2 separate regions of the Mus musculus genome follow, and region 1 is linked to region 2. A link is a contact called in public Hi-C data. All regions are on one chromosome and are shown on one strand. Each heading gives the region's core, a stretch centred on a gene start, on an enhancer-like site or on the middle of the called end of the contact. The rest is flanking DNA. Distances are from core to core; before and after follow the strand shown. Region 1 overlaps Dlgap2 (DLG associated protein 2). Region 2 overlaps Dlgap2 (DLG associated protein 2).

Region 1 (3,524 bases), core at 587-3,086, 600 kb before region 2:
ACACAGTCTCCCTCATGCAGTAAGTGGTACTTCTCCAAACGATTATGGATCTGTTTGCTCTGTAACTTGACTTTATTTCATTTTGAGACAGAGTCTCCTGATTTATTTCAGGTCTCAAACTTACAAACCCACTTTGGCTTTCCACGTTCTGGGAACTCAGGCATAAACTACTACCACATCTAACTGGAATTTTAAATAAAAGGACCACATTTATTTAGTGAGCATATGTATGGATGATGCATGTGGGTGTACATGTGCCACAGTGCACTGTGTGGAGGTCAGAGGACGATGTATAGGAATTAGATCTCCCACCATGTAGATCCTGGGACCGGCCTCAGAGCATAAGGCTTGATGGCAAACACCTTTACCCACTGGGCCATCTTGCTGGCCCCATTAGCCGTAACTCAATTTAATGGACTATATCTGTCTAGAAAATTCAGGCCATTATTAGATCTCTAGGGAGCTTGTAAGTCGACACATGCATTGCTGACTTGGACTGCCTTCCAGGGCTCTCCTGAGATGATGTCACCATGCAGCAGGAGCCAAATTCAGACTTAATGCAAATTTTCAGCCTATTTAAGGATGATGAAGCTCCATCAGAAGACCACACCCTCAGACTGCTCCGAAAGGTTTAAATGCAGTCACGCCCTTAGCTCCCTACATGTACCAGGTAAAGTGTATTTGGATAGAAGACAATTGTCATCTTAGCCAGACCTAAGATCTTACCTGTGGGAGATCAGCTAAATACAATCCAAACAGAAGTTGGATGAAAATGAGCCAGGATTTATCCCTGGAGGAAACGAGATTAGAGATGTAGGGATCTTTCCTGGTGTCTCTGAGATGTCTGTGTACCGGAGATAGAGCAAGACACCCACTGCTATTCTCGAACCTAGGATTCCATTCCTGGCCATTTGTGTATGTGCTTGCAATACCCCTCCTCCATCACACACACACACACACACACACACACACACACACACACACACACACACACACAATCTGTTCCTGTATTAAATGTGGAGAAATCCGCTATCATCTGGTACCGGAGCAGGCGCCAGAAGCCTACAAGCTTGGGACCACCGCATCACATGACTGCATTACCTTTCTTTCGGGTGACTCTATTATCTTCCAGTCATTGAGCTTCAGCTGGTGCAGCTCGTCAAACTTCATGCTGACATCTTCCACAGACAGCTGCAGCATATCCCAATAGCCAGCTAGATCCTGTGAGGTGGGTCTTGGCATGGCGCTGGGGTCCTGTGGAAACACAGGGACATTATGGGGGGGGTGTCTATTCTTTCTCCTTTAAGTCACTCAAGGAGAAGCCCCACACGTTTGAAACAAGGCAGGAGATTCTTCCTGACCACCTCAGCCCAGGCACATGCCAGTGGCTTACAAACACGTAGCATATCCCTTTAATGCTTCAACTTGAAAATCCTGGGGGGCGGGTAGAATGTAGCTCAGTGGTACAATACTTGCCTAGCATGTACAGACTCTCTGGGTTCCATCCTTCAAATGGTTTGCAGCTCAAGAAAGCCATAGAGCCATGTGACTTAATCAGATGGGACGGATTGCCCTGTGGGTAGGCCACTAGGATTATGGCCATTTTTTTTTTCATTGTGTTTATTTTGATGGGTCCTAGCTCTAGTTCTGAGGATTAAGCATGACTTCAAAAGGTAATGTGATTTAAGTTTTCTCCCATGGAGAGTCAAGTCAATCTCTTGAAGGAACAAAAGACTCAAGGACACCCCCTCCCACTTAACTCAGCCTGTCCAAGGGGTGCCACTCCACCATCCACAGGCAGAACCTGGGCTTCTTCTCAGCCTAAGACGAACCTCACTTCTGCACAGTGTATGGTCCAATTGGCTCCCTTTTTTTGAATTATTTATTTTATATAAATGAGTACACTGTATCTGTCCTCAGACACACCAGAAGAAGGCATCAGATCCCATTACAGATGGTTGTGAGCCACCATGTGGTTGCTGGGAATTGAACTCGGGACCTCTGGAAGAGGAGTCAGTGCTCTTAACCGTTGAGCCACCATCTCTCCAGCCTGTTTCAATGGGTTCTTACTGTGACAGTTAAGCACCGATTCTGTGTGTGGTTACCTAACTCAGTGTGAGGCTGGCTTATTCTGTAGAGTTACACAATCAACATTTGTCCAAAAGTGCTTACATTGTTCACATTTCATCAGTGGTCTGGGTTGAACATTGTTTGGTTCACAGCTGAGTGAATGCTCACGTGGAAACTATACCCGTTGGGCACCATTGCCTCTTCCCAGTTCACAGGCACTCAAGTAACAGCCTATGTCACCAGGGAGGGTCCTAGGGTAGAAGGTGAACTTTCACAATGTGAAAGTTCCATTTCCTCCTAAGTGGGGTTCAGAGCTGGGCTCTGCTGTTCGAGCCTGTTCTTCCATTGAAACACTAGATGGCGACGTCTGTCCATATGTCTGCCAAGCTAAGGCTGACTCTGGCAGTCCAAGATTTCTGTCTGATTCTGCTTGAGTGTGTGGGAGAGGGATAGCTGCATTATAGCTACATCACAAATTGCCCATGCCTGCACAGCTTGGAGAAACCTAGGAAGAGGTGTCTGTCTTTCCCTAGGGTCATTTCCTAGACTTAAGGATGGGCAAACTTCCTACAAATGTTTACTACCAGCAGTGGCCCCAGCAACCATGAACCACGGCTTTGAGAGCAAATAATATGCTCTGTCTTCCGCCTATGTCTTCTGACACTGCCCTCCAATGAGGGTCTCATAGGTCCCAAAGAGAAACCAAAAGAAAAGAAGATAGCCAACCAGATTTTTTTTTAACTTGCAAGGCTTCAAAGATGTCAGGGTGGGTCATTTCAAGGCCAAATCAGCTCCATCAGGTGCAGAAGAGGGGTGCAATTAAGAGGCTCAAGGGTGAGCTTTGTCCCCCCTGCAGAATGATCTGAACCGAGAGGCCTCAGAGGCTGTCTGGCCACCCTGAGTACAACTACACAGAATAGCATTCCTTATGATCAATCTAATCTTGCATAGGTAGTGCGCAGAGGAAGGCAGAGCCACACATAATGGCCAGACATTTATCTAGTTTCATCTCCCAAGGTCGCACACCTTCCAGATCACCCTTTAAATGTCGACAAAGCTTCATGCCAAAGGTGCCGTGTTATCATGCGAAATGTCCTGATGAACTTTAATGGGCTAACAGGAAAATGTTAGAGAAAACGTTATCCTTAATGACCTGATGAAGGACCTGGGTCCACAGCTCTGAGGGGCCATGTCCGCATATGCAGTAGGACATGCTGTAAGCCCAGTGTCTCCATGTATGCTAACAAGCACAGCGCAGTCAGAACACCTGCTGCCTTTGTGACAGGCCCAGCAGAGCCTTTTACCTTCGTGGAAAATGTTAGGTACTAAATGTCAGGACTGTAAAATCTCCTATAAAGAACTACGGATATAATTCATGATTCTCATGGAGTTATAAATATCTTAGTCAGGAGAAACCAAACAATGTGTGTGTGCAATAAATGGGTATATGCATA
Region 2 (3,538 bases), core at 596-3,095:
GAGGTAGAGCTTAGCTGGAGGAATTGAGTCAACAGTAGCTGGCTCATCCCTGCCCCTGCCCCTGGCCCTGCCCCTGGCCCTGCCCCTGCCCCTGCCCCTGTCCCCACTGTCTTTACTTTTCCCAGATGTGAGCAAGTAACCCCTTTCTCCTGCCTCCACAGCCCCAAGCCACTCTCCATTCGTACTTTCTGTCACAATGGACTGTACCCTCAGACTATGAGCAAAAAATACATCTTCCTCTTTCAAGATGTTTCTTCTCAGGTGTTTGGTTAACAGTGGCTAGAAAAGTGCCCAATACAGTGGCCAACAGAAATGTTGGTTAACTGGTGTAAACACAGTTCTGCATAGAGATACACCTCCATCTACCACTGCCTGTGATCTCATGGTCAGAAGGTCAGCACAGTGCGGCAAAGCAGACTCTGTCCACTATTACAGGAAAGAGACACTAAGGTGGCCATGACTCATAAAAGCCACAAAAGCACCTCTGTCATGCTCTCATTTCACAGAACCCTCCTTCCTATCACAGAAGTGACACTCTCATCTTCAGAGAAGCAGGATTCACAGAATCCAAGGTGATGGGTTTCTCTAAGGCACCAGGTCAGAATGTTCAATTCTGCCTCTGAAAAAGAGGTGGTTTTCAAGGCAACTATGTGTCCTGGGAGTTGGGTAATGCCTTCAACCATAACCATGTGCTCCTATGACACAAAAAGTGACTGGCCTCATAGATCTTTAATGCAGGCATTCAGGGACCCACCATCCCATACCTCCTATAAAGAACGTGCTGTCTGGAAAGCATGAGCACAGGGGGCTTGAGGATGCAAGCAAGGACACCTTCTTTCCCCCAGCAATAACATCCACCTCAGCACTGGACCTCTCCCTCCAAGGGCACCACCCAGCCCTGGATATTCCCCGTACACAGAGGCACAACCCTGACATATGTCCTGCAATTAGAAATACAATCCCACAGGTTTTCCCAGCAACCCTTCAACACACCCACAACCTTGCTGCCCTGGGGCCCAGACTGGCAGCTTCCAGCCAATCAGAATACTCTGGTCATCCACCAGTGGGCCAGTGAAGACCAATAGCCTCATCCATAGAAGATGCTCATCTGGGTCTCAGCAAAGAAATCGGAAACTCAACTGGGTCCCGGTGGGTCAAAAAGCCAGGGTTCCCCCAAGGACAGACAGGAGGAGTCATCTCTGATTGGTGTCACACTCCTGTCCCCTGAGGGACTAGCAGTGTACTCCTCTGGGCATGGCTCACACAAAGCCCTGGCTTAGGGGGCTTTGGACCTGTGTCCTACCCAGAGCCTTTAGGCATTCTAGCCTCACATGCAGCCTCAAGCCTAGAGCACTGTCCCATGGGAAAAAGCCATTCTGCCTTCTAAAGTCAGATCTGGGGCACTCTTCGAAGACCTGTCCTCCACCTCTGCAGACATTACATAGCAAGAACTTCCAAAGTCAACCTGCTTACTGCCATTGTCTAAGAACTATCGTTATCACTGTTACAGGTGGGAAAAAAAAAAAAAAACCAAAGACTCAATAGACATTTCCCTTCTTATGAGAAACCATTAAATGAATTTTACAGAAGTTTGGTTTTCTTTTACTTTTCTGAGCTTAACAGTAGCAGAACTCAGCATGTAATGATTCCAGACGGCAGTGGCACAAGGCTTGAGCTTCCGGAACCACAGGCAGATGAAGTCAGGAATCGAGTAAGAGGCTGTTTTCCCAAAAACAGATGGGAAATAATAATTCAGATCATGAGAGAAGCCCAATTTCTATTCCTCATTAATTTCACTAGAAAGGGCAAAGCCACCAGAAGCACTGGCCTCAAGTGAGGACACCACCCCTGGCCAGCCCCACCCCCTTCTCCCCCAGTTACCCAAAGCACATTCAACCACTGGCGACCACAAGCTGCAAATACCACGTGGCTTCAGAAACTCGCAGCTCTCGTGGAAGCTGTGGTGAATAGTTTTAGAATGCTGTAAAATGCTGAATTGTCACCTTGTTAAATGAGTAAAGTCTGGTCCCCACCACCCCTCCCTCACCAGAACCCAAGGGACTCCTGCCACATCACCAGTGAGTTCAACTGGGACAGAGGTTAAATCAATGTTCCCGGGCATCACTCCTGACCTCATGCACCGCCCTCCCTCCCCCCTGTATGACACTCTTGCTGTCTTTCTGATCCCTTCCTCCAAGCCTCCCTTGTCTAACTTCAGAAGTATGTGTCCAGTTGCCCACTCCCTTTCAGCGCTTAGATATCCCTGGACAGCTTTGAATGAACCCATTGCATGTAACTAACCTTCAGATTACCTGCCACCTCTCCCCAGCTTCTGTAGCAGGACCCTCCGCCCTGCCCACCTCCTCTCCACGCCAGCCCTCAGCCCACAGAACCCAGCATCAATTCTTGGGACTAAATAAGCACCTACCACTGCCGCCCAGCCAACTTCCTTTCCTCCCTCACCTTAGTGAGGTCCATGGGTCCAGAAACCTTGTCTTCAGAAAGCCACCCCTATAAGTCCCCACGATGAGTTTGAATTGTCAGCTGGCCATGACTTAGAATCCCCTGTGAGAAGAGCTTCCTCCAAGGAGTCACATAAGTCAGATTGGCCCATGGATATAGCAGGGAGTTGAGGGGTTATCTTGGTAGTCAATTGAAGGAAAGGTGCACACATCCACACCGAATACATACAGTACTCTTTCACTGAGCTGGGCTCTGATCTGTGAAAGAGTGAAGGAAGGTAGTTAAACAGAAGCGCCAAGCAAGCAGGGACCCGTGCATCCATCATTCTCTCTGCTCTTGGTGGTGCACGTCACCCAGTGAGTCCCCACTTTGACGTCCCAGCAAACAAGAATGATAACCTGGAATTGTAAGCCCAATAAACTCCCTTCTCTCAAAAGTTGCTTCTGATCATGGTATTTAGCATTGCAACTGGAACAAGACTAGAATTATCTCTCCATTCAGAAGTCATGTCATATACTACATTGCACACACTATACTTTCCCCAAACCCCTCCTAACAGTTCCCAGGAGCACTTAGATCTTAAAGGGCTGAAAGGCCAGACATGACCTGATCAGAGCTGCCAATCACAGCCTGCTCAAGGTCCGCGGCACCAGTCCCTCACTGCTCCATGTGCAGGACACATGTATGACCTGGGGTTCCTTGCACATAACATTCTTTGTCTGGAAGACTCTACAGGATATCTCAGCTCAATCCCCACACTTCAGAAACATTCTCACTTATTAGCTCCGTCACTTGGTCTCAAACTGGCTTCTTCATCTTTCCCCTTGGGAGGCTGTCTCCATTATTCTCTGACTTGCACAAATGGGAGCTCTGTGAAGGCTGGGAACTATCTGGGAACTGAAGTCAGATCCTCTGGAAGATGCAAGAACATCAAATACTCTTAACCACTGAGCCATCTCTTCAATCTCTTCACCTTATTTTTTATTTAAGAATTATTAATTTTATGTATATGAGTACACTGTAGCTGTCTTCAGACGCACCAGAAGAGGGCATCAGATCCCATTACAGATGGTTG

Evidence for each region. Hi-C and Micro-C count contacts between places; a contact is called where the count stands out from the background.
Region 1: a contact with region 2 is called in a Hi-C map of liver, with 2.6 times the contacts expected there. The contact joins two enhancer-like sites. A contact is called at or near these places in 1 of 15 datasets of contacts at CTCF or cohesin (the NIH/3T3 cell line), 2 of 484 Hi-C or Micro-C datasets (embryonic fibroblasts and liver) and 1 of 9 other capture datasets (embryonic stem cells).

Annotation. Positions count from the first base shown.
Region 1 is chr8:14,841,228-14,844,751 of GRCm38.p6, reverse strand. Dlgap2 (DLG associated protein 2) reads right to left here. Exons shown (of 16, transcript NM_172910.3): 15 at 1,102-1,254. Among named protein-coding and RNA genes, the nearest start is that of Cln8, 46 kb to the left of the region's middle. Within about 2 kb of position 1,836, at least 22 of the 459 cell types and tissues checked have an H3K27ac peak or open chromatin away from gene starts, as enhancers often do. A contact at or near this core is called in liver, where this site is marked.
Region 2 is chr8:14,243,643-14,247,180 of GRCm38.p6, reverse strand. All of the region lies in intron 2 of Dlgap2 (DLG associated protein 2), which reads right to left. Among named protein-coding and RNA genes, the nearest start is that of Gm26184, 28 kb to the left of the region's middle. Within about 2 kb of position 1,845, at least 4 of the 459 cell types and tissues checked have an H3K27ac peak or open chromatin away from gene starts, as enhancers often do. A contact at or near this core is called in liver, where this site is marked.